Linked DNA regions of Pan troglodytes: region 2 is linked to region 1. A link is a contact called in public HiChIP or PLAC-seq data. All regions are on one chromosome and are shown on one strand. The core of a region is the stretch at or near the end of the contact, and the rest is flanking DNA. Distances in the headings are between cores, read along the strand shown. Region 1 holds the start of ENTPD8 (ectonucleoside triphosphate diphosphohydrolase 8). Region 2 holds the start of NRARP (NOTCH regulated ankyrin repeat protein).

Region 1 (2,700 bases), core at 93-2,592:
CAGACCAGGACAGCCCCCCAGACCAGGACAGCCCCCCCCAGACCAGGAGAGCCCCCCAGACCAGGACACCCCCTCACACAGAACAGACTCCCAGATCAGGACAGCCCCCCAGACCAGGACAGCCCCCCAGACCAGGACAGCCCCCCCCAGACCAGGACAGCCCCCCAGACCAGGACAGCCCCCCCAGACCAGGACAGCCCCCCCAGACCAGGACAGCCCCCCAGACCAGGACAGCCCTCCCCAGACCAGGAGAGCCCCCCAGACCAGGACACCCCCTCACACAGAACAGACTCCCAGATCAAGACAGCCCCCCAGACCAGGACAGCCCCCCAGACCAGGACACCCCCTCACACAGAACAGACTCCCAGATCAGGACAGCCCCCCAGACCAGGACAGCCCCCCCAGACCAGGACAGCCCCCCAGACCAGGACACCCCCTCACACAGAACAGACTCCCAGATCAGGACAGCCCCCCAGACCAGGACAGCCCCCCCAGACCAGGACACCCCCTCACACAGAACAGTCCCTGAGACCAGGACAGCCCCCCTAGACCAGGACACCCCCTCACACAGAACAGACTCCCAGATCAGGACAGCCCCCCAGACCAGGACAGCCCCCCCAGACCAGGACATCCCCTCACACAGAACAGTCCCTGAGACCAGGACAGCCCCCCTAGACCAGGACACCCCCTCACACAGAACAGACTCCCAGATCAGGACAGCCCCCCAGACCAGGACAGCGCCCCCAGGACATCCCTTTGGACCCTCACCTGGGCTGGCTGCCCACTTCCCGGAGAGGCAAGGAGGAAGCTGTGCTTAGGCGCGTCTGTGTCCGCGCACCTGGCGTCCAGCCTCTCCCTGCCCCTGGGTCCAGGACAGCTGGGGTGGGAGGGGCAGGGCGGTGACAGCCTCGGGCGATGCGCTGTGCACCTGGCTCCAGGGCCCGCAGGCTGAGGCCAGCGCCCAAGGTCGCCCCGCCCACTCCACCCTCGGGTCCCCCGCCCAGGGTCTCCCCGCATCTCCCACCTGCGGGTCTGTCTCGGTGCCCAGGGTCGCCCCGCCCCTGGGGCTGTGGGAGGCAGGAGAGGGAAGCTGAGGAGGAGCCTGGAGCTGCGAGGGGCAGAACTCCGGGACCCCGCCCCCCACGGCCTGCAGCCGCGCTCTTGACCCCGGCCCGGACTTTACCCCTCTTGCCGCCCGGCCCGGGCAGGTCGGAGTCAGGTGACCCCGAAGGTCCAGGCCCGGGGCGGGGGCGGAAGCGCCTGCAGCCCCGCGGCGCCCGTCGTTTTCCATTTGCAGCCACTCTGCCTTTCCCGCTCGCCGTGGGTCCCGGGGCCGCCGCCGTAGGGGTCCCGGCCTCTGAAGCGGGGGCGGGGCTGGGGACGGGGAGGGGCGGGGCCAGGGCCGGGGCTGGGTGGGGCTGGGGGTGTTGGGGGGCGGGGAATAGGGTGGGGGAATGGGGGGGGGCGGTGAATTCCTGTCTGTGTGAGATCCAAGAACCCTCTTGGGGTCTCAATCGGGACTCTCTTTACTGGTAGCATATTTGGTGTCATGTGTGTGCATTTTTGTGCTTTTTCTTGGTGATTTCACTGTTTATAATGGCGTCTCAGCATAGTGCAGAGATGCAAGAAGGCTGAGATGCACTTTACGGAGAAAACACACATTGGATAAGCTTTATTCGTGCAAGAGTTAGCGCTGTTGGCCATGAGTTCAATGTTAGTGATACAATACATATTAAATAAGGTGCCCTTAAACAAAAATACACATAAAAGAAGGTTTTATTAATATATTGATCATTTAACAAAAATGTGACCAGAAGCTTGCAGGAACATAACTTTGCATTTCCCTTAGGAGCAATAGTTTAGCATATTCTTTAATTCAGTGTTTGCAGCAACTTTATACCACTAGCTGCCATGGGTCGTAAGAGTCAAATGTGTTTGTTGAGGATTTTTGCAGTTGTGTTCAACAAAGTTGCATAGTTTTCTTTTTTAGTCCTGGTTTCTGTATGGGGATAATGCTGGGCTTATAAAATGAATCTGGGAAGTTGTCCTTCTTTTTTTTTTTTTTTTTTTTTTTTTTTTGAGATGGAGTCTCGCTCTGTCACCCAGGCTAGAATGCAATGGTGCGGACTTGGCTCACTGCAACCTCCACCTCCCAGGTTCAAGCGATTCTCCTGCCTCAGTCTCCGGAGTAGCTGGGATTACAGGTGCCTGCCACCATGCCTGGCTAATTTTTTGTATTTTCAGTAGAGATGGGGTTTCACCATGTTGGCCAGGATGGTCTCAAACTCCTGACCTTGCAATCCGCCCGCCTCAGCCTCCCAAAGTGCTGGAATTACAGGCATGAGCCACCGCGCCCAGCCAGCTGTCCTTGTTTTATTTTGTGGAAGGGATTTGAAAAATTTGTATTAAATTTCTTCTTTAAATATTTTGTATAATTTGGTGGTAAAACCATCTGAGCCAGTACTTTCCTTTTTAGAAAAGTTTTAAAGTACAAATTCAGTTTATTTAATACTTAATAGGATTGTTCAAGTTGTCTATTTAATGAGTTTTGGTAGTTTGTGGCTTTCAAGGAATTGGTCCATTTCACCTAAGTTGCTAAATTTATGTGACTACAATTATTCATAGTACTTCCTGGTTATCCTTTTAATGTCTGTAGGGTCTGCAGTGCTAACCCTCCCATTCCTCATATTGGTGATTTTG
Region 2 (3,012 bases), core at 93-2,592, 160 kb before region 1:
CACATTGACCACGCAGTGTTTTCCAAACAAAAAAACCAGGCGCACAAACTCCACCCACAAATGTACACACACAAGATAAATAGTTTAGAACACCAGCAACAGCGAACAGCAGAGCGTCTCCTCGGCCGCGCGCCAGCGGCGCGGACCTCGGACCTCGGGGCTGCTCCTCGGCTGCAGCCGGCATCGGCGCGTCCCGGGCCTGCGGGCGGGTCCTGAAGGCGGCGGCGGAGCGCTCCGAGTCCGCCTTCGGCTCCCGCCGCCCGCCTTTCACCTTCGGGAGAAAACATTTTGCGCAGAGGATCCGGTATCTCGGGATTCCGAACTTGCTGGTTGCGAGACTCAAATTTCAAAAGGGGCTGGAGCCCGCGCCCCGCCCCCACCCGCGAGGCGACGGGCAGGCGGGCGGGTGGGGGCCGTGGGAAGCTGCTCCGGCCCGGCCGGGCCCGGCTAGGCCGCAGGGAGGCGCTCGGCCGGCGGGGCTGCCGGACCCTGGGGCCGGGACGCACGCGCCGTATTCGCCGTGGCCGCGGGCCTTCTGGCGGGGCCTGCGAGCCGGGCGCGCACCGAGGTAGTTGGCGGGAAGGTACAGCAGAGACGACGCGGGCGCAGGGCCGGGGTCCGGGGTCCCGGCGGGCATCACCGGCCGCTGGCCGCGTACTTCGCCTTGGTGATGAGATAGAGCACGATGTCCTGGTGGCCACCGAACGCGGCGATGTGCAGCGCGCTCCAGCCGTCGCGGTTGGCCAGGCGGATGTCGGCGCCGAACTTGACCAGCAGCTTCACGAGCTCCAGGTTGCCGTCGATGACCGACTGGTGCAGCGCCGTCTGGCCCTCGGGCCCGAACGAGTTCACGTTGAACTCGCAGTTGGTCATGTTCTGCAGCAGCGACTGCAGCTCCTGCGTGTTGCCCTTGCGCACAGCCTCCTGGAAGATGCGCTGCGTCTGCGGCGCGGAGCAGGTGGACAGCTCGGCCTGGCTCATGCTGCCGCCGGGCGCGGGCCGCGGGCCGGGCCGGGGCTCAGCGCGGGCGGCGGCTGCGGCGCGGGCCCCCGGCTGTCTCGGGGCGCGCCTCGGCGCATGGAGGGCGCGGCGTCCCCGGGCCCCGCACGCCGCCTCTGGGCGCTCCGGGCGCTCGGGGCCGGGGGTCGCCGCCGCGGGGACCCCGCCGCATCCAGCCGCGCCCGGGTGGGCGACGGGGGCGCGCGCTCGGCTCGCGGGGGCCGGGCCCGGCCGGGGACGGCGGCGCCGCGCGGTCCCGGTCCCTACTCGGTTCGGCTGCGGCTCCCACGCGGTCCCAAGGCGCCTCCCCACGCGCCGCAGCACTAGCTCGCCCGCCGCGCCGGGGCGCCTTTTACCTTCTTTATATTTGCATAACAATGGCAGCCCGTGACGCGCGCGCCGGCGGCCCCGGGATTGGGCCGCGCCCACGTGGGGGCGGGGCGTGGGCGGTGCCGTGCGCAGGGGTCCGGGGGCGGGTCCCGGCGGCGGCGCGCTTCGCGGCAGGGGGCGCTGGTCGCCGGCAGCGCCTGGGCGGGGGAGGCCAGGTGGCCGCCGGGGGGGTCCAGCTCCGTCGCCGCCGCCGTCCGCGCGCCCCCCGGGCGCTCCGCGTCTCTTTGCGGTCGTCCCGCCCCTTCTCCCTCCGGCCACCCGGGGAATTCCAAGTTCCCTCAGCAGCCAGACCCAGGCCTTGCCCGGTACCCGAGCGCGACCGCCAGGTGGCCCCGAGGGCGGCCTCTCCCGGGCAGGGGGTTCGCGGGCATCTCAGGCCCGTGGCGAAGGAGAGACCCCTCTGAGCGGAGAGGCGCGCGGCGACCGCGGCCAGCCCGCGCCTCCGGGCTCACCGTCCACGCGGGTGGCAACTCCAGGCCCTGACGTGGGGCCTTCAGCCACGCGGGTCCTTCCCGCGCGCGGGCAGCCTCATGGCCGCCGGCTCAGCCTATGTGTGCCCCAACCGTATTGATGCGAGGGGCCTCCGGCCGGCCACCGCGGCTTCTATCGCCTGGCGGTGAAGGGGGTTCCGCTGTCCTCTCGGGAGGAAGCCCCGGGCCGGGGCGCAGCGGGAGGGTCGGGACCGCGGCCTGCCTCCCTCTGCTGCCCACACACCAGCATGCGGGACACATGGGTCCCGCCCAGGTGAGCAGGGCTAGGTGTGGCGCCAGGGCCAGAAGGGGATTCTGAAACGCCTGGCTTCCAAACTGTAAAACCCATTTTTATTGACCACTCTAACAATTGACCGGGAGGCACTAGCAGGGGAAGCACAGCGCATTTCCTCATTAGAGTTTTACAGTTTACAACTCGCTGTGGTCGTTGGAAATTAAGGAGGAGTGATTCTCAGGCGCGGAGCAGGAGGCCAGGCAGGCTGGGGCTTGAATTCCTTCTGAAGCCAAGCCGGGAATTCCGCGCAGGCAGCTCTGAGCTCGGGCTGGGGAGACCCCCATGCCAGGCCTTGTCTGGGGAGGCTTCCGCCCACCAGCTCCATGTCCCCACATCCGGCTCCCCACAGGGGTGTGTCCCCACCCCATGCTGTGCCCATACTGGCAGGAAAAACTGGGCAGGCCCCCTTCGGGACAGACCCTGGCTGAGTGGAGCAGGGTCCTGAGGCCCTGGGGTCCTCCTGGTGGGCTGGGAACCTCTGTCCCTCAAAGGCACAGCTCAGAGCTCGCTCTGGTCTTCCTGGGGCCGTGATCCCGCTGGTTCTGTTCAGCCCTCTCCTTTGGGCCTCACTGCTTCTCCCAGGAGCTCTCAAGGGGGCCACGGAGGGTGGAAGGGTGCTCCCCAATATGCAGGTGAGGACACAGTGGAGTCCCGGAGTAGGCCCCCAGCAGAACAGAGATGGGCGCTGTGGAGCCCAGGCCCGGGGCAGGGATGGCATGGCCTGGCCTGCCGTGCTCTGCTGGGCACCTTTGGCCTCTTAAGGAGGGGGAGCTGCTGGGCTGCCCGCTGGTCCCTGGTGCTGGCTGTGTCTCTGGACCTCACACCAGGGCTGGGTGTGCAGGGTGCTCTGAGCTCACT

The links. HiChIP or PLAC-seq counts read pairs in DNA pulled down with a chosen protein or histone mark.
Region 2: a contact with region 1 is called in an H3K4me3 HiChIP or PLAC-seq map of stem cell-derived excitatory neurons, with 4 times the contacts expected there. The contact joins the promoter of NRARP here to the promoter of ENTPD8 in region 1. A contact is called at or near these places in 1 of 7 Hi-C or Micro-C datasets (stem cell-derived neural progenitor cells) and 1 of 1 datasets of contacts at active chromatin or transcription factors (stem cell-derived excitatory neurons).

Annotation. Positions count from the first base shown.
Region 1 is chr11:995,767-998,466 of NHGRI_mPanTro3-v2.0_pri, reverse strand. ENTPD8 (ectonucleoside triphosphate diphosphohydrolase 8) reads right to left here and starts at 1,342. Exons shown (of 10, transcript XM_024346013.3): 1 at 1,025-1,342.
Region 2 is chr11:1,151,066-1,154,077 of NHGRI_mPanTro3-v2.0_pri, reverse strand. It overlaps NRARP (NOTCH regulated ankyrin repeat protein), which reads right to left and starts at 1,342. Exons shown (of 1, transcript XM_528519.9): 1 at 1-1,342. The coding sequence starts at 981. The coding sequence ends at 637.